Linked DNA regions of Mus musculus: all the other regions are linked to region 3. Evidence: chromatin contacts called from public HiCAR-type, HiChIP or PLAC-seq and promoter capture Hi-C data. All regions are on one chromosome and are shown on one strand. Each heading gives the region's core, a stretch centred on a gene start, on an enhancer-like site or on the middle of the called end of the contact. The rest is flanking DNA. Distances are from core to core; before and after follow the strand shown.

What was found. Promoter capture Hi-C pulls out the DNA fragments that hold promoters and counts their contacts. HiCAR-type assays count read pairs that join an accessible place to other places. HiChIP or PLAC-seq counts read pairs in DNA pulled down with a chosen protein or histone mark.
Region 1: a contact with region 3 is called in an H3K27ac HiChIP or PLAC-seq map of bone marrow-derived dendritic cells, with 5 times the contacts expected there. The contact joins the promoter of B9d2 here to the promoter of Psmc4 in region 3. A contact is called at or near these places in 1 of 39 promoter capture datasets (cranial neural crest) and 1 of 115 datasets of contacts at active chromatin or transcription factors (bone marrow-derived dendritic cells).
Region 2: a contact with region 3 is called in a promoter capture Hi-C map of neutrophils, with 4 times the contacts expected there. The contact joins the promoter of Rbm42 here to the promoter of Psmc4 in region 3. A contact is called at or near these places in 4 of 39 promoter capture datasets (cranial neural crest, erythroid cells, hippocampal neurons and 1 more).
Region 4: a promoter capture Hi-C map of liver shows a contact between it and region 3, with 6 times the contacts expected there. The contact joins the promoter of 4732471J01Rik here to the promoter of Psmc4 in region 3. A contact is called at or near these places in 4 of 39 promoter capture datasets (cranial neural crest, liver and pre-B cells).
Region 5: a contact with region 3 is called in a HiCAR-type map of astrocytes, with 2.8 times the contacts expected there. The contact joins the promoter of Arhgap33 here to the promoter of Psmc4 in region 3. A contact is called at or near these places in 1 of 39 promoter capture datasets (liver) and 1 of 115 datasets of contacts at active chromatin or transcription factors (astrocytes).
Region 6: a contact with region 3 is called in a HiCAR-type map of astrocytes, with 2.9 times the contacts expected there. The contact joins the promoter of Aplp1 here to the promoter of Psmc4 in region 3. A contact is called at or near these places in 1 of 39 promoter capture datasets (hippocampal neurons) and 1 of 115 datasets of contacts at active chromatin or transcription factors (astrocytes).
Region 7: a promoter capture Hi-C map of pre-B cells shows a contact between it and region 3, with 2.6 times the contacts expected there. The contact joins the promoter of Cd22 here to the promoter of Psmc4 in region 3. A contact is called at or near these places in 3 of 39 promoter capture datasets (hippocampal neurons, pre-B cells and second pharyngeal arch cranial neural crest).

What each region holds. Positions count from the first base shown.
Region 1 is chr7:25,679,048-25,682,160 of GRCm38.p6, reverse strand. B9d2 (B9 protein domain 2) reads right to left here and starts at 1,381. Exons shown (of 4, transcript NM_001362154.1): 1 at 1,183-1,381; 2 at 687-778. The coding sequence starts at 774. It also overlaps a transcript of Tmem91 not described here.
Region 2 is chr7:30,648,672-30,651,563 of GRCm38.p6, reverse strand. Rbm42 (RNA binding motif protein 42) reads left to right here and starts at 1,336. Exons shown (of 10, transcript NM_133693.2): 1 at 1,336-1,626; 2 at 1,845-1,980. The coding sequence starts at 1,487.
Region 3 is chr7:28,048,735-28,051,749 of GRCm38.p6, reverse strand. It overlaps Psmc4 (proteasome (prosome, macropain) 26S subunit, ATPase, 4), which reads left to right and starts at 1,658. Exons shown (of 11, transcript NM_011874.2): 1 at 1,658-1,767; 2 at 2,548-2,646; 3 at 2,771-2,957. The coding sequence starts at 1,732.
Region 4 is chr7:25,392,875-25,395,988 of GRCm38.p6, reverse strand. 4732471J01Rik (RIKEN cDNA 4732471J01 gene) reads right to left here and starts at 1,276. Exons shown (of 7, transcript NR_015569.3): 1 at 36-1,276. It also overlaps a transcript of Lipe not described here.
Region 5 is chr7:30,533,488-30,536,719 of GRCm38.p6, reverse strand. It overlaps Arhgap33 (Rho GTPase activating protein 33), which reads left to right and starts at 1,660. Exons shown (of 22, transcript NM_178252.3): 1 at 1,660-1,794; 2 at 2,508-2,617. The coding sequence starts at 2,540.
Region 6 is chr7:30,444,121-30,447,113 of GRCm38.p6, reverse strand. Aplp1 (amyloid beta (A4) precursor-like protein 1) reads left to right here and starts at 1,532. Exons shown (of 17, transcript NM_007467.3): 1 at 1,532-1,792; 2 at 2,653-2,796. The coding sequence starts at 1,646.
Region 7 is chr7:30,878,538-30,881,668 of GRCm38.p6, reverse strand. Cd22 (CD22 antigen) reads left to right here and starts at 1,327. Exons shown (of 16, transcript NM_001043317.2): 1 at 1,327-1,433; 2 at 1,652-1,740; 3 at 2,329-2,474.

The sequences.
Region 1 (3,113 bases), core at 132-2,631, 2.4 Mb after region 3:
ACACACACACACACGAAGCTTTCAGACTCCTCACTGTTGCCACGAAGGCCCATGTGTGACCTGGATCCTGTCACTCATCTGCCACTGCCGCTCCCCACCCTCAAGCCTCACTGGTCCCATCCTGTTCCCTTGCCTCAAGGCCTTGGCAGCGGCTGTTCCTTTTGCCCTGAAACGTCTGCTACTGGGTGCCCATTTCCGGCTGTTTTCCTCCTGCCCCCCAATTCAAGTGCCACTTGCACAGAAAGGCTTTCTCTGATCTCAGACCTCCACATCCCAAATCAGCCCCCAGCACATCACTTTCTTTTTTTCCCTAGAACTTACAATAATCTTGTATATATTTTGTGCTCTTTTCTTTGAGACAGGGCCCCAAACTTGTAATAGAAGGCTTCCTAGGTGCTGGAATTACAGATATGCATAAGCACACCTAGTTTGTCTACTGGCCTGAGGACAGGAAGTGTGTGTGTGTGTGTGTGTGTGTGTGTGTGTGTGTGCGCGCGTGTTTTCTATGTCACAGCCCCATATGCTTAGGGGCTATGTTTTCCGATGGTGAGATAACATGAAAGACAAGGATAAAGAGAAGCAAACAGTATGAGTTCATTGGAGAATCGAGGAAGGAACATGGAGACTTAGGCTAGGGGAGGGAGCTGGGTATTGTTTGGGAGATGAACAAGGTGTGAGGAGGATACCTGTGTGGATGCCCCACTTGCAAAAGAGGCTGCTTTCCGAGAAACCGGTGGCCCCTATGATCTGCCCGATCACGTGCACTTCAGCCATGGCTCTAGGAAAGGAAAAATTCAATCACAACCCTGTGAGGTAACTGTATTATTTCCATCTGACAGCTGGGAAAACTGAAGCCTATCACATAAAGAACAGCACTGTGATTCTAAGCTAGTTCCACCAACCCACTGACAATGTGGCCTTCATCACAGATACAAGCCACGTCCCCAGAAAAGCCCAAGAAAAATGGGGAAGTCTCCCAGAGGTGTGGGAACCTGCACCAATAAATAAACCAAGGCTCAGACGCTTAGAAAGCCCCGCCCCAGGGTTGTGGCCCCGCCCACATGTGCAAGGCCCCGCCCCTTCGCGGCAGATCAGCCAAGCTTCAAAAGGCGCATGCGTCTCGTCTCGGGTGTAGGGCCGCTTTACCCTTGCCCGTAGGCGTAGCGCATGCGTCATTCCTACCTCCGCGTACTTGACCGTTAGAAGTGAAAGCTGCCTCGGGGATGGTAGTTCACGGGCTTCTTTGCGGGCGCCGTCGAGACTAGTCTCGCTCCCCTCCCGGGCCCTTCCAGGCGGAGGGAGATCTGAGGTAGATAGATCCGCAGCCTCGCTCTCCTGGGGTGCCCCGACTGTTGCTGGGGCAACAGCAGGTTCCTCCCCTGAGCCCGCCCTGCGTGCTGATGATTGGTGCTATAGCTGCCCTCTGGGGGGCGGGGCGTAGTCGTGATGGACGCGGTCATTCGGGACTTTTTTGCGAGAATTGCATAGGTCTTGCTCCTGCGACGCCTTACGCCCCAGAGTGGGAGGCCTGGCGGGTTATCTCTATCAGCAGTTGAGGAAGTTAGAACGCCAACTGTTTCCTCTCCATATCTTCTTCACGCAATAAGCAAATCTATTGATGCTCTTTGCTTCCTCAAAACAAAACACCTTTCCTGTTCAGGATCACAGCCAGAATGGAGCCAGCCGACACTAAACGGGCACCTAAAGGGACTCCCATAGTAGTCATCTCTATGTTGTAGCTGGAGGGGAAAAAAGGACCTCCATATTCTGACACTAGAGAAATTGGGAAGTGGGTTTCTCTTCAGTTTTCAGAGCTTCCTCAGATTTCTCAAGGACTGAGAAGTCCAAGTTCTTTCTCAGAGTCACTGCAAAGTTCATTCTAGCAGCTGGTTTTGAACAAACAGGTTGGAGTAAAGATAAATGAGGAAGACGGGGCTGGAGAGATGGTGCAACAAGAGCGCTTGCCTCACTTCCAGAGAACTGGAGTTCGGTTCCCAGCATTCTGTAACTCCAGCTCCAACTCTGCCCTCTTCTGGCGTCCCAGAGGACACTTCCCACCCTCAACCCCTGCCCCGCGCACAGGTGGCATACACAAATAATAAAAATAAATCCTACAAAAGGAAGGAAGAAGCCCCTTTGGCAGGAAGTCAGGGAAGAAAGCCTCTCTCCTTTATATATATATATTTTTTTCCCAAGTCGGAAACAAATTTTAAAAATTTTATGATGAGTATTGTGGCTCATGAGAGACTGAGGCAGGAGGAATGCTGCAAATTTAAAGCCAGCCTGGGCTATTAAGTGAGTTCCAGGCCAATCCCCCTTAAACAAACAAACTAAAACTAAAACAAGAACTTAAGTCGTGTGTGTGTGTGTGTGTGTGTGTGTGGTGTGTTCAGGTGTATGGGTGGTTGTTTGTATGGTGCATATGTAGAGGCCAGAAGATAGCTCGTCTGTGTGGTGTGTGTGTGTGTGTGTGTGTGTGTGTGTGTGTGTGTGTGGTGTGTTCAGGTGTATGGGTGGTTGTTTGTATGGTGCATATGTAGAGGCCAGAAGCTAGCTCACCAACCTCCAAGGTTGTCCCTAGAAGCTATCCACTTTTTTTTCCTTCCAATTTTCAGGATATGTGTTACCAACACTAACACCACTGTTTTTGTGTGCTTGCTTTTTAAACATCTGTTGTTTGCACTGGTGTTTTTCACGTATATCTGAGCACCAGGTGCATGCAGTGCCTGCCAAGGCTACAGGAGAGTATCTGGCGTTCTGGAGAGTGCATTGCAGGCAGTAGTGACCACCCAGGACACACGGTAAGAATGGAACTTGAGACCTATGCGAGAGCACACTATGCTCTTGCCAACTGAGCCATTTCTCCAGGCCATACAGTATTTGTTGTATTGACTTATTTAATTCAGTAATTCTGTCATGCAGGCTCATCCACATTGTAAGTGTGTGTCCGAATTTCCCTCCTTTGGAGTGTCACAGTGCATTCAGTGTAACTAGAGCCCACACTTTATTCAGGTATTCACTGGAAATGGGAGTCTAGAACCACGTGGTTGCCATGGTGTTCTCCATGGCAGCTGGAATAGGGCTTCACACCTTGCTTTCTTCTGCCACTGACT
Region 2 (2,892 bases), core at 87-2,586, 2.6 Mb before region 3:
ACAAAGTGAGTTCCAGGACAGCCAGGGCTACACAGAGAAACCCTGTCTCAAAAAACCAAAAGAAAAAAAAAAAAAAAAACTGTCTTCAGACACACCAGAAGAGGGCATTAGATCCCATTACAGATGGTTGGGAGTCACCATGTGGTTGCTGAGAATTGAACCCAGGTCCTCTGGAAGAGCATCTGGTACTCTTAACCGCTGAGCCATCTCTACAGCCCCAGATGCTGGTCTCTTTTGTTTGTTTGTTTGTTTGTTTTTTTCCAAGACAGGGTTTCTCTGTGTAGCCCTGGCTGTCCTGGAACTCACTCTGTAGACCAGGCTGGCCTCGAACTCAGAAATCCACCTGCCTCTGCCTCCCGAGTGCTGGGATTAAAGGCGTGCGCCACCACACCCGGCTCAGCTGGTCTCTTCTTAATCACCGCTAATTTCTTAGCTCCAGCTAACCAGCATCAATTGTCCCAGTAGTCTCTTCTCTTTTTCACTCTAAAGCCAGAGCCACATGCTGGAACATCACCCCACCCCCAACCCCATTCTATTACCAGCTTTCTGTTTTCCACCTCCCTCATTGCCTAAGCTTGGCTGTCCTGGAACTTGCTCTGTAGATTGACCTTAAATCCAGAGATCTGCATGGCTATCTCCTAAATTATGGGATTAAAGACATGTACCTCCACACTTCTCTCTAGATATCTCTAGTATAAAAGCCAATATTTGGGGGGCTGGAGAGATGGCTCAGCAGTTAAGAGCACTGACTGCTCTTCCAGAGGTCCTGAGTTCAATTCCCAGCAACAACATGGTGGCTTACAACCATCTGTAATGGGATCTGACACCCTCTTCTGGTGTGTCTGACAGCTACAGTGTAGTTAGATATAATAATAAATAAATCTTTTTTAAAAGCCAATATTTTGTTCTGTATCCATAATCCCAGCACTTGAAAGCCTATGTCAACCTAGGAAGTTCCATACCTGGGCTCAAAACCAAACCAAACCCCAAAATGAAAAAAAGAAAACCATGGAGGTAGTCAGTAAAATTAAATTTTATTCAAAAAAAGAATAATGAACTGACCCCTGGCAGTGTATCTGTCCACCGAGTGCAAAAGACTCCTACCCTGGCTTTGCAGTGTTTACAAACTTCTGGAAGGACCTCCGAACTTCCGTGCCTCCTCAAAGTTCCGGCTTCCACAGCGGGGTGGGTCAAAGTGACGTTGCTTCGCTCTCATTCGCCCACCTTTCTCTACGAGGGCGGGGCCTATCCGTACAGCCGCGTCTGTCAGATTAGAGGCCCTTCCGGGGCCCTGACTTTCCGACACTCTAATTGGCTTTTGCTCGCTCTGGGGGTGTGGCCAAGTCTCAGCCCCTGTTCTTAAACTACGTCCTCACGCAGCGCATCCGTCGCGGTAGTCCATACGTCATCGGCCGGCTCCCACCCTGAGACGACAGGGACTCGACCGTAGAACCCGCTGCGGCTGCTGGAAGGAGCGGTGAAGGCTATGGCATCAGCGATGGCCGGAGCAGGGCCGGCTCCGGGACTCCCGGTGGCGGGAGGGCCGGTGGTCCCGGGGCCTGGTGTCGGCATCCCGGGCAAGAGCGGCGAGGAACGCTTGAAAGAAATGGAGGCGGAGATGGCCCTGTAAGGCCCTGAGTAGGAGAAATAAAAGCTGTTCCCGGGCAAACCCAATTAACCCTGTAGCCTCCAGGTCTTCAGAAGGTTGAGATGTGGTTCCATAAGGGGCCGTGGGACCCGAGGGATGCGGGGAGGCATTAGCTGGGATGAAGGCGCGGTGGAGAAGTACCCAGCACCTCAGGCTTGGTGAGACCTGACCTATGGTATCTGTCCCGCTCCCCCAGGTTTGAGCAAGAAGTATTGGGAGCTCCGGTGACCGGAATCCCAACTGCTGTGCCTGCGGTGCCCACGGTAGAAGCGATGCAGGTCCCCCCAGCTCCTGTGATCCGCCCAATTATCGCCACCAACACATACCAACAGGTAAGGTGAGAGCTACAGCTTGAGTCGGGAGAACAGAATGGTTTGGTCCCAATAAGGGCTTATCTATGGACAGCGATTGATGTTTTGGCTGGCATGACCACTTAAGTGCCAGGGACTCAGGATGCAAGACAGTATATTTAATCCATTGGAAACTAATATTCTACAGTGCCTGTCCGGTAGAACTTTCTGCAGTGTTAGATTATTCTATATAAACATCTCTTGAGCCAGGCATGGTGGCGCACACCTTTAATCCCAGCACTCGGGAGGCAGAGGCAGGTGGATTTCTGAGTTCGAGGCCAGTCTGGTCTACAGAGTGAGTTCCAGGACAGCCAGGGCTATACAGAGAAACCCTGTCTCGAAAAACAAACAAAAAAAAAAATCTCTTGAAAGTTTTTATTCACAGATTTGGGGTGTAGTTCAGTGGTAGAGCACTTAGCCTGGCAGAGTCCTATTTTCTAAGCCCACTACCACCACAAAAAAACCAAAACAATATTAAAATGTATATCTGTGTTGTCATTCCCAAGACTCATGGATAATATTCCAGGTGCTTAATAGTCAGCTGTAAGAAAGAAGCCGAGGAAAGAAGGAAACAGGGGGGAACTATTTAGAGGAACACCAGCAGAGAAAACGTGTTTATTCTGTTCACAGTTATTAGGTGGGCTGGGATGCAGCTTAGTAATAATCTCATGCCTGGCATGTCAAAGCCGTGGGTTCAATCCCTTGCATTGTGGAGGGAACAAAAAAGATCAAAGGCACTCTTGTGCCTTCTCAGCACTAGGCACTGTTCTAAGCAAGGGGTGTATAGGAGAAAACAAAACAGAAAAGTTCCCGTTGTTTCTTTGACCTTACAAAGTGGTAAGAGTTTTATTAGCAGTCAGGGAAGGCCTTTTTGATCTGGTATTAGTAAAGCAA
Region 3 (3,015 bases), core at 409-2,908:
CACAGAGAGGAGAGAGTGCTGGGGTGCCCACACTTACCTCAGCCAGGCAACAATTCAGTTATTTCCATGTCAGTGGACCAAGACATAGGCCTGCTACAGAAGAGCTACATAAGCACCATTAGATCAACAGAGAACAGGTGGCGTGGAACTCACCAGCGGGACACCTTAAAACCAAAGAAAAACACAGCCTCCTAATAGCTGGAGAGCTGCCTCTCTCAACTATTTGTATTGCCTGCCAACAAACTTCACCTTTACTTTGTGGTCACTGTTTTTCTGTCTTTTAATTCTTCAACTGATGGAGGGAAGGAACCCACCTGCTAGCCAGTGTGAGAGCTACTGTAGATTCTCCATACCATACAGAACAGATAGGACGTTCAATTTGTGCAGCATTATGTAGCTAGAAAATAATGATTTGTGCCTGCTACCTATCTGTGCCCCAATAAAAAGTTTACTTAACAAAAACTATAGCTGTTATGAAGTGTGGTAGTGTATATCCCTGGTACAAGGAATACAGATCTAGGTTCTAACCCTGCTTTACCAGTTGCTCAAGTGACTTCAGTGCTTGGCACCAGCTTCCTTCTTTGTAGAAGAGAATATAATACATACTAAGGATTTTAGCTGGGCTTGCTTAGCATATCAAAGTTCCTGAGCCATAACAACAATCAAAACTCAACAGGAGGCTGAAAAGATGGCGCACACAGTCTGTAACTCCAGTGCCACAGATTCCTATGCCCTTTTCTGGCTTCTGCATGTACTGAATCCAGGTGCACAAATTCGCACTCCGATATACACATGTACACGTAACTAAATATAAAATCCTTTCAAAACGTTTAATTATGTGTAAGTGTGTTTCTGCTAGCGGGGACGTGTGCTTGAGTGCAGGTGCCTGCAGAAACCGAAGGAGTTGCCTACAGATGCTAGTGAGCTGCCCCACCTGGGTGCTGGGAACCGAACTCGGGTCCTGTAGAAGAGCCACAAGTGTTCTTCAGCACTGGGCCATCTTGACAGCCCCTAAAAATAATGTGAAGAGGACAGAGAAGAAAAGATTCGACAGGACTCCGCAAAGATCTGCATTCGCAGCTGCCTCGGTTTCTCCAGCTTTGGTACGATCTGATTGGCTCCTCGCCGTTCTGTGACCTCTGCTTCTCTCTTCAGGTGGCGGCCAGAGAAGGTCAAGAGATTCTTCTGTGGAACTAAAGGCTTCTTTAGTGCCTCTCGTTTCTTATACTTAGTTATGTCTGCGAATTCCTTCTAACAAAGCTCTGGAGTTTTTAACAAGTTAGGACAGGACTTGATTAATCTTCATATTCTCAGTTCGGGGCTGGCTTTGTAAAGACAAGAAAGTAAAAAAGTGGATAATATTAAAATCAATCAATCAATCCTCTGGAGACTTTTCTTCAAGAGCAACTCGGCCGCGCCATCTACTGGAGAAACCTTCACAACGCGCGACGGGCCGCGAAGCAGGATGGCGCCAGAACAAGAGTTACTGCGCACGCGCAACATCCTTGCGGGTCCGCGCGCGCGCGCCTGGAGCGCAGAGCGCAGGAACCCATCTTGGGGGCGGAGCCCAGGGCTAAGAGTTTCCCGCCCTTCCTGTTATCCGGCCCGTCAGGTCAACCCGCAGCGGTACCTTAAAAACTACGTTTCCCAAGATGCTCTATGTGAAGGACTTCCGTTGGCGTCAGCGGAAGCCGTGACTGGCCGGGCTGCACTGAGGCCGGCTTGGTCACTATGGAGGAGATAGGCATTTTGGTGGAAAAGATTCAGGTGCAGTGGGGATCTGGGTTTCTTAGCGGGAGCTGGACATGAGTGGGGTGCTGAGGGGTTCTCAGGATCCCAGCTCTGGGCTGGGTGGTTTCAGAGGCCTCGGTGTCGAGCTTTGGGTGGTCCCGGGGCCTGGCGGGGTAGTCATGTTGTCAGGAGGGCGGCAAAGCTCAGAAAAGCAGAGCGGGAGGAAAGTGGCGTTGAACTTAAAGACTTTTCAGACAGAACGGTTGCGAGGCCTGGAGAGCTGTGCTTACTAGCTTTTCGGTTTGGGGTCTGGACCAGGTGGAGGATGATGTATGGGGGCCCCGTGGCCTAGGTATGTTCGTGGCCAAGGGACCAGTGGACTCACTGTGCTTGGGACGTGAACGGTGAGGCGTTAAGTATTGGTTGTGGTTTGGCTGAGTGACCTTTGGCTTTAACGTGAGTTGGGAATCTGACATGAAAGCTTTTGGGGGGGGGAGGGGAAGAACTGGGTAATGAGACTCTGAATGTGACTCTGACTTTAAAATCCATGGGACTTTTAGAACCTCTTGAGGGGACTGGGATGCTAAGGTTCGGTATGGAGCTGCTGCAAAACTTTCATGATGAGTTTTGTTTAAGGGGCCTACTATTAGCAATCTACATAGGGGACTGAGCAGCTCCTGTATCTATTGAGAGATAGTGAATGATGTCAGGTACTGGAGACATAGGTGACTTGGTGGCGAAATAGGAAGAACGCTTTCGCTGATTTCACGAGATGATTCTCTGCTTCCAACACCAAGTTGTCTTTACCGTCTACAGGATGAGATTCCAGCACTGTCCGTGTCTCGGCCGCAGACCGGCCTGTCCTTTCTGGGACCCGAACCTGAAGACCTGGAGGACCTGTACAGCCGCTACAAGGTGTGTTCAACCCTAAGCTGGCTCCTGCATACCTCCCATCCCCCATCACATACGCCCCCCCCCCCACCTCCCACTGTGGTACGGCAAGGCTGCAGCCAACCCTTTGCCCTCCCTGTGCGTGCAGAAGCTGCAGCAGGAGCTGGAGTTCCTGGAAGTGCAGGAGGAGTATATCAAGGACGAGCAGAAGAACCTGAAGAAGGAATTCCTCCACGCCCAGGAGGAGGTGAAGCGGATCCAGAGCATCCCCTTGGTCATCGGTCAGTTCTTGGAAGCTGTGGATCAGAACACAGCCATCGTGGGCTCCACCACAGGTGAGTGGTGAGGCAGGCTGGGAGCAAGGCAGGGTGATAGAATGGCCAGAGTACTGAC
Region 4 (3,114 bases), core at 27-2,526, 2.7 Mb after region 3:
CAAGGAAAGGTGAATGAGATGGCGAGGGTCAGCACCTGCACAAGATGACTGAGAATTCTTTGTTGGGGTGACTCTAACGCGACTCCTCACTATTCCTGCTGTGAGGGCACTTCTCGCTGCTTCCAGGACTGCGGGTTTTTTTTTGGTTTTTGGTTTTTGGTTTTTTGTTTGTCGTTACGGTGCACTGCGCGGTTCCTTTAATCTGAGCAGATGGGCGGGCCAAGACCTTCAGCCCCACCCATTAAAGGCGGAGCTCCGCGAGGAGCCTGCCCAGGATTGGATGGTTTGGGGGCCTGGCAGTGGTGTGTAACTAGGATTGACTCTAAGAGAGGAACTTGATCGCTGGAATTGGGCCCCGCGCCAGGACTGGAAAGAATTGATGGAGCCGGCCGTGGAATCGGCGCCCGTGGGGGCCCAGGCCTCCAAGCAGGGCAAAGAAGGATCGAAGAACCGCAGTCGCAGGCGGTGGCGAAAAGGCAAGATCAAAGGTGAGTCGGTAACAGCTTAAAAGAAATCCCGCACATCCTGCGGGGGACTGGGGACTGGGGGAACTGACCCACTTCCACGAGGGGGAAGAGACCCGTGGACTGATCCACTGCCGTCCTGCGCGTGGGGGGGGGGGTGATGTGAGAGTAGAATGCCCCACCGAGACGTAAGGACTACGTCTGTCCCAGTGCGGTCTTTGGGGAAGTGTCCGAAATGCTCGTCTGTCGGAATAAGGTTCTCTCTCAGGTTCCTTTTTCTGTGTGGCCAAGAGCTGTGCCTTTAGTGTTTTCTGTTTCGGTTCAAGCGGTTTTCATGTCTTCTGCCCTCTTAAAAGAATAACGTAGAAGGGTTTTTAACCGCTTTTTCTAAATAAATAGAATGCAAAAGGTAGGCAGAAGGGGCATCCGGTAATTGGAAGAGCTCCTTGCAGCCCCTTCTTACTCTCTCAGTGAATCCATCCATCTGCTCTTTGACAATCGACCTTCATCAACCCAGCAACCCTGGGGCGACTTGCAAAACATGAGAACTTTTACGTTGTCCTTAGAGAAAGGAGGGAGTTACCATTTAGCTTCCCTGGATCCAAAAGGCTGGAGAAACAGTGGCAGAACAACCAAAGATTTTGCATGGCTCAATCAGAGCAGGCATTAAGTCCTGGTTTGGTTATGAGTTTTGTCTGTCTTGTGGCGCTGCTTACAGCCAAACCTAGGGCCTGGTGAACACTAAGCAAGCCCTCCGCTATGCAGCTCCACCGGCAGTCCATGGATCTTTATCAGACTCCAGGGACAGGTTCCTGTGCAGGCAAAACCAGAAAAAACCTGGCATGGCTTACCAGACCCAAAACCCCCAAATTCATCATTCCTCATCCTCCTTTGGTAGACAAGTGTTGGAGCTCAAGCAGGACCCTGAAGCCTCCTATCCCCCAACAAAGACACATAGCAGAACACTATGCTTTGAAGCGATATGGAACCTCAATCGCAAAGACCCATTGTACCAAATTGCTATGAATGTGAAGTAATGAACAGGGACCTTTTCTCAATTTTTTTTCTGAGCTCCCAACAGGCATCTGTAGGGCTGTTGTCAGATTCAAATGTGTGTGTTTTGGAGAGGTGTATGTAAGTCTACTGTCTGGCTGAGTGTGCTGAGTAGAGTGTCTGACTCTACTAGACACTGGTCTCCCTAAGAGTAGGGTTGTGTCTGCCTTGTTTACAGGGAATGCCAGACACATGGACATTCAAGTATTTATTAGATTGATAAGCAAAGGAATGTGTGAAGTGTGACGTGGAGCTGTTAATAGCCAAGCTGCCCTTAGTGTCATGAGGAGTCAGAAAGAATCTGCTTGAGTAAGGCTCCTCCCTTGCACGGGGTTCAGGTAAGCACACTCACAAAGGCTCGCAGCTCTGAGAAGTGACTGTCATTTCCTGAGGCCCTTCCTAGTGCCAGGCCTCAGACCTGTGAATCAGATCCCACCTCTGCCCCAAGGGTATCCTGACTGGCTGGAGCCGTCATTTATCCTTGTGATCTTGCCACAAGTAACTGGATGAGACAGCTGTCATTATGATCAGCCCATTTCCCAAATGACGACAGAGACACAGAGGCACTGAGCTGGTTGGGTTTCCTGTACCTGTCCAGTGAGGGCAGGGAGATGGATACCTTCAGCCTTCTCAGAGCAGGGAGTGTGGAGCTGACAGCTGTTGTATGCCTCAACCTTAATTCTGAATCTAAAAGGCTCTAGTCACAAAGATTTCATCCCGAGACAGACATTCAATACCTAGAGGTGCCAGGCTTCGGCTTTCTGTAACTAGCAGGGCAGTCTCAGTAGAGCTGAGGACACAGATGGTAATAAGACTGTTGTTGCCAGGCATGTGCCGCACACCTCTGATCCCAGTCCTTGGGAAGCTGAGTCAGTTCAAGGCAAGCCCGGGCTACATAGTGAGTTGCAGGTCAGTCAGGGCTACAGAGTGGAACTCTGTCTCAACCTCTCTCATTCACCCATTTACAAAACATTGTAAACAAGCCAGTATGATAAAAGGAAAAATCCTGGAGCTGGGGATGTAGCTTATTACTGGAGTACCTGACTAGCATGGACAAAGCCCAAGGGTCTGTCTCCAGGACCACACACAGTAGGCATCATAGCACTTGCTTATAATTCAGAAGTAGGGAGGCCGAGGCAAGAGGATCAGAAAGAAGCTTAAAGTCTTGTAGTCTCTGACTATATAGTCAGTCTGAAGCCAGCTTGGGCTACATGAGAAAATGTGTCCTGCTTTCAAGAAAGAAAATTCTGAGAAAATGAGCGTGGGTAGCTTTTCCAACAAGGTGACATCAGACTCATGGACGGGCAGGCATCAGCTACCGAGCAAGGGAGGTGGGGAGAGCAGAGCAGCAGGAACACCGCTGGAAGAGCAGCGCCTGACAATGCAGAGAGAGGTCTGGGGGCGGAGGCTGGGGTCAGGAAGCTGGGGCAGGCAAGGTGGGCTCTAGGTCAGCTTAAAAGGCCATGCCCAAGTCTGAAGCTTTATCTGGGAGGAAGGCAGGGAAGCATTGGTGGGCTGGAAGGGCAAGGTCAGCCTTATGCTTTCAAAAGATCCTCTGGATGCTCTGCAGGAAACAGGCTTAAGTCAGAGGAGGCTC
Region 5 (3,232 bases), core at 411-2,910, 2.5 Mb before region 3:
AATCTGAGATCAATGTTGTTTTGATATATGTATGGGATTTATGAAGGGAAATGGGATAGATTTCTGACATGCAATTCTCTATGTCAGAAACAAGATAAATGTGGGTTTTCATCCTTTTGAACAAACCACACACTTGATTGAATCAATAAGGAGGTAGCTGTTTAGACACAAGGAACAATAGAAGATATTCACAATAACATCCTGATCAAGTTAAGAGGGGGCACTAGAAGGCTGCCCGAGGAAGTCACACTTAAGCTGAGATTACCTACTTGACCGAGGCCATCTTAACTGTGGCTGGGTAACAAACCACCCCCAAAACTTAGTAGCATCATCACTCATTACACTTATTCCCTCCCCCCACCCAGCACTTTCCATATTTCGCCATCCCAACTAGCTTTTCTCTCGGATGATACATATTTATATTTATTTTGTTCATTATCTTCCCCCATCAGCCTTTGATTTGGAGGTTTTAAATTTTTTTATTTAATGCATACAGGTATTTTGCCTGTGTATATGTTGGGGGTTCCATGTGTGCCTAGTGCCCACAGAGAGCATCTTCTGGACATCTTGGAGCTGTAGCTGGTGAACAGTCATGTGGGTGCTTGGAACAGGGAGTAGAAATCTGAGGACTCTGGAAGAGTAGTCAGTGCTAACTGCTGAGCCATCTCTCCAGTCCCTAATTTGGTTTGTTTGAGACAGATTTTCACTATGCAGCTCAAGCTGGCCTCAAATTCATGATTCTCCTGCACCCACTTTTCCAGTGCTGAGATTACAAACCGAAATCACCTAGTTCATACTAGCCTTTGAGCTTCCATATGGGTAAGGCTGTATTTTTTTTTTTTTTGATTATTGGTATATCCCCGAATTAAATAATCAAAGTCTTTAAAAGCCTGGACCGGGAGCGTGCTACCGAAACGAGAGGCCTGCTCAGGTCCAGATCAGTGAAAGCATCCTTCCGGAAAGGGTGTGGCTGCAATGCTTTCTAGGCACTTCTCTATCGTTTAAAAAAAGAAAAAAGACTGCACCTGGCTTTCTGAGAGGCATGAATGTCATAGCATTCCATACAGAAGCTTTTCCTAGAAAAAGATGTCAAAGGCTAGCCTCAAATAAGCGAATATAGGGAAACAAGGAAAGATGTCCAGTGAATAGGGGGAGGCCAAGTCGCACAGAGCCTAGGGTGGGGACACAGCGGGGTGTGCGAGATCAAAAAGCTTGTGGGCGGGGTCAGGATCAGGACTGACAGCGTGGGGACTGGAGGACCCGCATTTCGAAAAGGCTGCTTGTGGGGGATAGTCGTAGGCGAACCCAATGAAGCACGTCCGAGGAGCGACCGCGGGAGGAAAGGGCAGGCTGCTTAAGGAGAGAAGTGGCGGCAGCGGAGCATAAAGAATACAGGGTTTTATCTCAGGAGGGCCCTGACAGCCAATGCCAACCATCCATGGGCGTGGCGCTGTCAAACTTCGGGGGGTGGGACTGGAGAGACGGGGCGGGGATGGGGGCGGGAAGTAGAGCAGCACTCAAAGCCAATAAGCAGCCGCCTTGTGGGCGGGGCGTAGCCCTCAGGCCAAAACTGGAGCCAATGAGAAGGGCCTCCGCGTGCCCGCTGGCCCGCCCCTCATGGGGCGCGCGCCAGAGACCCCCCCGGCAGCCGTTAGGGGAGGAGCCTGCGACCGCCCGCGCGCGCCTCACGCCCTCCCCTTTGTGTCACCATGGCGGCGGAGGCGGCGGTGGCGAGGACTGCGAACGAGGGCTCGAAAGCCGCCGGGGTCTGAGGAGGCTACCGCGACCATGGTGGTGAGGGGCCCTCGGGGCCATCAGTCTGTGTGTCCGCGTGCCAGTCTGTCCGCGCGGCCCCGCCCTGCGCGCCCCGCCCCCGGCCCCGCCCGAGCCCGCGGCCTGCGCGCCGCCCCTCACCCTTCCTCGCGGTCCCCTACGGTCTCCACCTCGGTGCGGTCCTGGGTCGCGGCCCGGGCCTCGACCCCGCCCCCTCAGCGCACATTTCCTCCCTCCCCCTTCTGGGCCCTGAAAAAGGGGTGACAGTGGCGGAGGATCCGGACTTGAGAAAAGGGGGCTGGTTCAGGGAAGGACCCGCGCGCCCCATGAGGGCTTCCCCCCTGCAGGCGTCTGCCGAGGCTCCCTGGAAACCAGCCCCCACTCCAGCGCCCTCCTCAGCATCCTCATCCCCAGTCACCCTCCCGACCACCACCTCCTGCTCCCAACAGCCCCTTTCTCATTCCTGAGCCCCACCCCCATCTCACTCCATCCCCTGCCTGACCCTTTTCTTCTTCATTTTCATCCCACGCCACGCGCTCTCAATCCCTCCACCGACATCGATCTGAACCTTTATCGAAGTCTCTCCCGCCGCTTCCCGATCCTTACTCGAGGCCAACATCGCGCCTCCCGCCTCCGTTCCACTTGAGCCTTGGGGCTTCTCCATCTCCTTGTCTTCATCTCCCCTCCTCCATACTGCTCCCGCTCATTCATCCATTCATTCCCTCACTCCACAGACATTCACTGAGACCTCCTCTGTGCAGGCCCCATGCTCCAGGCACAGAAACAGTCAGATCCCATCCTGCCTTGGGGAGCTTCATGGGCTGGCAGGGGACAGACTCTGAGGGTGAGACCCAGGGATGAACTTGGGGTTGCAGGGACACGGAGGAGGGAAAAAGCCCAGTCTAGCAAATCCCCGAATCCCCATCTGGCAGCTGGTTATTTTATTCATCAGAGTTGCCCAGTCTATGCCGTGCAACTGGATTGGCACTGCGTGTCAGGGACCCAGAGAAGAATCATACATACAGTACTAACTCTGTGCTGATCTCTGTTGGGCATTGGCGGGGGTGGGGGTGAGGGTGTCAGCCTGGGGCCCTATTTCCAAAGGGAGAGATGAGTTCCTTGCAGGAAGCATCTCAGAGTGAGATGGATAAGCTCAGGTATAGTTGTGTAGTATGGGATGGAGAAAGCCCACAGGATGGGATGGAGACAATTGTCTGAAACAGCCTTAGATGGACAGAGAGGGCTTTCTGAAGGAACACACATGAGGAATGAGGAGGAGAGAACCTAGTGACGGTGTGCAAACCACATTCCAGTCTGAGGAATAGCCTTTGCAAAGGCATAGAAGGTAAATGAGAAGCTGGCACGTGTGTTCTGAAAAGTTCAGAGCTCTGAGAATTGGGGCAGCAGGGGAGAGACAGGACTGGAGTGGCAAACGGAACCCAGCTCAAGGAAGCTTGGC
Region 6 (2,993 bases), core at 283-2,782, 2.4 Mb before region 3:
TTTGTTTTTGCCCTAGGCCCAAAGGCCCTCCTAACTAACTGACACAAGCCACATGAGTCATGGACCTTGAATTTTAATTTTCTTTCACTTGGAGGAGTCTCCTGGTGTTTTCCATGAATGAAGAGGCCCACAAAGGTTGTATTGTATCTAGTCCTCCCTCGCCTCTCATGCATTGGGTGGCAGTAGCGATGATGTCCTAAGTCCTTCCTTAGCCCCTTGCTACTGGCTTACTGCTGTAGGTTCTCTCTCTCTCTCTCTCTCTCTCTCTCTCTCTCTCTGTATTTTAAGATCTGTTATTTTTATTTTACTTGTGTGGGTGTTTTGCCTGCATGTGTTACTGTATACTATATACATTCCTGGTCCCTGAGACCAGAACAGAGGGATGGGTCCCCTAAGACTGGAGTTATAGACAGTGTGGGTGTTGGGAATTGAACCCGGGTCTTCTGAGAGAGCGGCCAGTGCTTTTCATCACTGAGCCTTCTCTCAGCAGTTAGCCTGGAACTCTTGATCTTGCTGCCTCAGGCCCTCTGGGATTACAGGTGCACATCACCATTCCACTTTAAACTCTTTTAATAATACACCACTACCTCACCCCACCCACATCCACAGAGATGCACACACACACAAAGCAGAAAGACAGACAAATGTGGGCAGGTCCACACCATACAGATGCACACACACACACACACACACACACACACACACATCTGGGCTGCTTCGGGGGGGGGGATTAGAATATTGTACACTCACTTAAGATAAAACAGTGAACCCTTTAGGCAGAAGACTTGAGGTGGCCCTTAGAAAGGGTGAGAATGGGGGACTCCACACAGTGGTCCTCAGGTGCTGGTCTTGGAAGGCTATGGTATCCAGCACCTGACCCGAGTCATCTGTAAAGAAAGGGTTTAGTCATGGATTTTTGGAGGGAGTATTTGAAGATCCAGACACCTGGCAATCAGGGCAGGAAGGCTTCCTAGGTTTGAGGAAGCAAGGGTGGGAGACTTGGCCTCCGGTCCTGAGACAGAAGAGGCCTGGAAGGGAGCAGATTTACCTAGCTGTAGCTGTGTTTTGTCTTTTGAGACTGGGTTGCATGTAGGTAGGCTAGCTTCAAACTCCTATCCTCCCGCCCCCTCCTCTCAGGTGCCGGGATTACAGGCTTTCCTAGTACACTCCCTAAATTCTTGACTGGGAAAATTCGGAGGTCTATATTCCTGGGACCTCAAGAGAGGGATTTATGGAAGACCCCCACCCCCATGGATTCTGGCATCCTTGGAGGAGGACAAAGCTGATGCTGGGTGTCTGCGTTTGCCAGAAGAGAAGGCCAAGGATGAAAGTCCAGAAAACGGCTACGCCCAGGACTGAACCTAGTGACTCGGTCTTCACGCGGACAGTGACACCTGGAATCTTGAGGGGCTGGGACTTGGAGCAGGCTCCCTCCCGGGGTTCCGGAGCCTCTCAGTGCGCAGAGCCGCCACGCTATTGTCCTGGCTGGGAAGGCGGGGCCGGCGCGGGGCGGGGCTGGCGGCGCCGGCGCAGCCCGGGGGCGGCGGGAGGAGGAGGCGGCGGTGGCGCTGGGAGCTCCTGTCACCGCTGGGGCCGGGTAGGGCCGGGCGGGAGCGCAGGGGACGTGAGGGCCCGAGGCCCGGACATGGGGCCCACCAGCCCCGCCGCTCGCGGTCAGGGTCGCCGCTGGCGACCGCCGCCGCTGCCGCTGTTGCTGCCACTGTCATTGCTGCTTCTGCGCGCGCAGCTCGCCGTCGGGAACCTGGCTGTTGGGAGCCCCAGCGCGGCCGAGGTGAGGCCCGGCCGGGTCCTGGGGATGGGGAAGGGGCGGGACCGGGCCTCGACCTGGACGCGGGACGGCCACCGCAGTCCTTTTGGCCAGGTGGCCTGCCCCACGCGATCCGAACTGTAGATTTTCCTAGGTTCCTCCATCGTCTGACGTCCCTGCCCCCTCCCACCCGCATCGTCGGACCTGGCTCTTTCCAAGAGCCTCTGGTCCAAGAAATCCAGAGCACCCCTAGACGACAAAGCCCCAAGACCTGCCCACCTAAGCGTAGGACGCACCAGGCAGTAGGCGCTTGGCTCTAAGAACCCAGGTCCCTTGTATTATCTGGACCCACATGAACCCCCTGCCCTCAAACATCCAGTAGTCCGGGCCTCCACCCACTACTCAATCCGGATATAGCTCCTCTAGTCCTTAAAGGTCTGATGTGCAGGCCTGCTGGGAAGCTGGGCCCTGTCGTCTTTGCACCCCCTCAGTGGGAACCTGAACTGGGGATGGAGGGAGGAGGGGCCAGAACGCCTGGGTTCGCCCCCCGCCTCCCCCAACACGATTCAAGTTTAACCCCTTCAGGCTTCAGACCCAAGCCGCTGGGGCGGGGGCGGAGCCTGTCTTCTCAGCAACAAGGCCGCGAGAAACGGGGCGGGGGGGTGGGGACCCAGGTCACCATAGCAACGGGAGAGCTGGGGCGCTCCAGCCCCACGGGATTTGTTTCCCGGGGAACGGTCTCTCCACTCAGAAGGTGCTTAGAAGGAGCTGGTGCTAGAGATAGGGGCAGGAGCCCTATCTGGGTTTTAGGGAGCAAAGAACCAGACAACACAGATGACATCGTTGCCCTGGCTCCTCACTGCCCCATCTGCCTTCATTCCCAGGCTCCGGGGTCGGCTCAAGTGGCTGGACTATGTGGGCGTCTAACCCTTCACCGGGACCTGCGCACCGGCCGCTGGGAACCAGACCCACAGCGATCACGACGCTGTCTTCTGGACCCGCAGCGCGTGCTGGAGTACTGCAGACAGGTGGGCGGGACCCCACGGGGAGAGGCGTGGTCAATGAGAAAGTGGATCCAAGCTGGGGCGGGGTCGCCCTTGAGGAAGCTGGACTTGGCAGAGTCTAGGGAGATGAGAGAATCTGTAAAGCCAGGGAAAGCTTGGGGGTCTGTGGTCAGTGAAGAGGCCCCTCCTAAAGGGCCAGCGCAAACCTATTTTGAGAAATT
Region 7 (3,131 bases), core at 78-2,577, 2.8 Mb before region 3:
CATTTTTGTGCAGCACATTCCCTGGGCCTGTAGAGCTGAGGTCAGCTCTGCCCTCATGTTCCCTGCCATCTGTAGAATTTGCATCTCTCTGCTGGCTGCTGCCTAGCAAGTGACTCAGTTTCAATCTCAAGACTTTCCCATTTGCAGGGCTGCCAGATGGTTCAGTGGGTAAAAGTGGTTGTGGGCAAGCTTGACAACCTAAGTTTGACCCCTGGAACCCACATAAATGTGGAAGGAGAGCGTTCCACAGGTTGTCCTCTGATCTCTACACACACACACACACACACACACACTACACATATATACACACACCACATACATATACATGTACACAACACACACACTCACACACAATACAACACAAACACACACAACTCATACACAAATACAGACACCATACACAAAAACATACAACACAAACATATACAACACTCAAATACACATAATATACAAACACATACTCTCACATGCCACACACATACCATATACATATACACTCACAAATACACACCACAGACACCACAGGCATACTACACACACCACACACATACACATGTACACACACACCACATATGCATAACACACACAAACACACACAACACTCAAAAACATACAACACAAACACACAAACATGCACAACACTCAAATATACAAACACACACACAACACACACATATACACAAACATAACACTCACCTGACACACAAACACACACATACAAATATACACTTGAACACACACAATGCTCAAACACACAACACACACACATACACACACACACTCATGCGTCTTGACACGATCACATATAAATAAAAAGGGAGTAAAGAGTTCCCATTCAGCAAATCTTTCTTCCCCAGAGCTCTGGTCCTCCCCTCGCCCGTGGAGCTGCTAAGGTATTCATGTCAGTGCTAGATCACTCTGCTCCTGCCTTCGGTGTGATTGCTAGCAATAAGATGTATCAGCAAGCGAAAGCCACCTTCAAGAAGACCTGTTCCTTCCCCAGCCAGCTGGGAGCTCTAGCTCTGGGAAGAAGGGTTCCTGAATGGGAAGTCTTTTACTTCATTATTACTTATTTGTGATGGCGCCCAGGTGCATGAGTATATATGTGTGTGTGTGTGTGTGTGTGTGTGTGTGTTTGATTATTGTGTGTTCAGGTATGTATTTGTGTGTTGTCTGGCTCTAGGGAGCCTGGACAAAGCAGCATGGAAATTCATCAGACATGGAAGACACCCAAGCCAACACGTGACTGCAGAGAATCAATCTGACCCCAAACTTGTGTTCTCCACCACGGCCTCTCATCCACACCATATCTGCTGGTCTCTCGCAGAGGCCCAGAGAGGAAGGGGGCGTGGCCAAGCGTGTGAGACTTTTCTTAGTTTTCTTACTCTCAGATCCTGCTAGGGATCCTGAAGATCGAACACAGGAGGAAACAGGTAAAACCATTTCAATCTTTTCTCTTGTTCTCGACAAGTAAATATGGAGTGGATATGGAGTGGCCTCTGTGTGCTGGCCTCGAGGGCCTGCTGTGTTTTTTCATCTACTTTACAATAGGCACAGACAAACCTCACCCTCCAACGCCTAAACCCCCAACCCCAACCCCTCATCCCTACCCTGTTCTCCCCATCCCTGTCGTTCAGTGTCCCCTTTCCAGGCTTTCTGGGTCTTCTGAGGTAGAAGAAGCTTTTGAGTGCCAGGGAGGAAATGATGGGACCAGGAAGCTAACCTTGAGGCTCTCAGAAGGTGAGCAGATCACAGTTCTTGGCCCTGTTCTAAGCTTCTGGACTTAGTAACTGTTGCTGCTGCACCCTGCTCTACCTCTTCACCCGTCCGGGCCCCAGGCTCAGGTCCCTGCTTCTCATGCTGTAAATTCCTGGGGTTCAGAGCTTCACTCTGGAACTGCCTGCTTCCTGCTCAAGCTTGAGTTCTCCAGCCAGGCTCTGCTAAGGATGTGGCTGGAGGGGCTGCCGGACAAACAGGGTGGTCCAGCACCCAGAGGCTGATTGTCACCACAGCCCTTGTTATAGCAACCCCACCGGTGTGTTAAAGTGTGTCCTCCAGAACAGAGCTTGCAACCCTGCAACGCTTTCATTGGAAAAGATTAAAATAGAGCTCGTGGCCAAAGAAGCATGGCCACTGCCTGTCTAAGCTCTTTAGACAACTTAAGAAGTCCTGCAGTGAAGCCTCCTGTTGAGCTCTGCTTTTCCCAAGTGGCTGTGACTTTGAAGACATCTCTATGTGGTGCATTCCCTGTACCTGGGAAACTAAGATAAGCTCTTCCTCAGATGATCTGCTCCAGCCTCAGCCCACAAACCTCTTATATACACCCAGGCCACACCACCCCCAACCGTGGAGGCAGAACCCAGCCCACGCTCAGCAACTGAACTGGCTTTCCCTACACCTGTTCCTGGTCACCCAGAAGTCCTTACTACCTGTGCCCTGCGGCCTGGGAGAGAAATAGCAGGAGAGAGAGGGAGGTGAGGATGCTGTGCAAGGTATGGGAAACCTTGGGTGGGTGGAAGGGAAGGGAAGCGAAGGGACACAGCTCTGCTCTCGGACACCGGAGACACACTCTGTTGGCACATCCTGCAAGATCCCTGGGGACTCACACAGAGATCACAGCCACATGAATAGAGTTAAATTGTTAAATTTAACTCTACATAAAGTGTAGGATGGTGGAGGCCAAGCTTGTTGGAGAGAGAGAGAGAGAGAGAGAGAGAGAGACAGAGAGAGAGAGAGAGAGAGAGAGAGAGAGAGAGAGAGAGAGAGAGATAAGAGTTGTAAATTAGTTGCCCTTAAATTGATCCGTCAGGCTAGAGCTGTATGCTACTACTTATTTAATACTACTCATAATGACTTGGTAAGCCAGACTAGCTTCAAGCTTGTATTCATAGATCCAGGCTCCAAAATTCTGGGATTTTTAGGTATATACCACTATGGCTGGTCCTATGTATTGCTTCTAAAGCAAGACATTTCTCATGACAATCTGGCTTCTTCCTTATGGTCAGACAGTGGGTGATCGGACAACATGAGGTCCCCATTCCCACCTGCTAACGACTGGCTGTTGTTAGAAAAGGGATGCCTGCCCCTTGCTCCCTATCAGCACCCAGGGCTCAGGAGGCAATCGCTCAGAT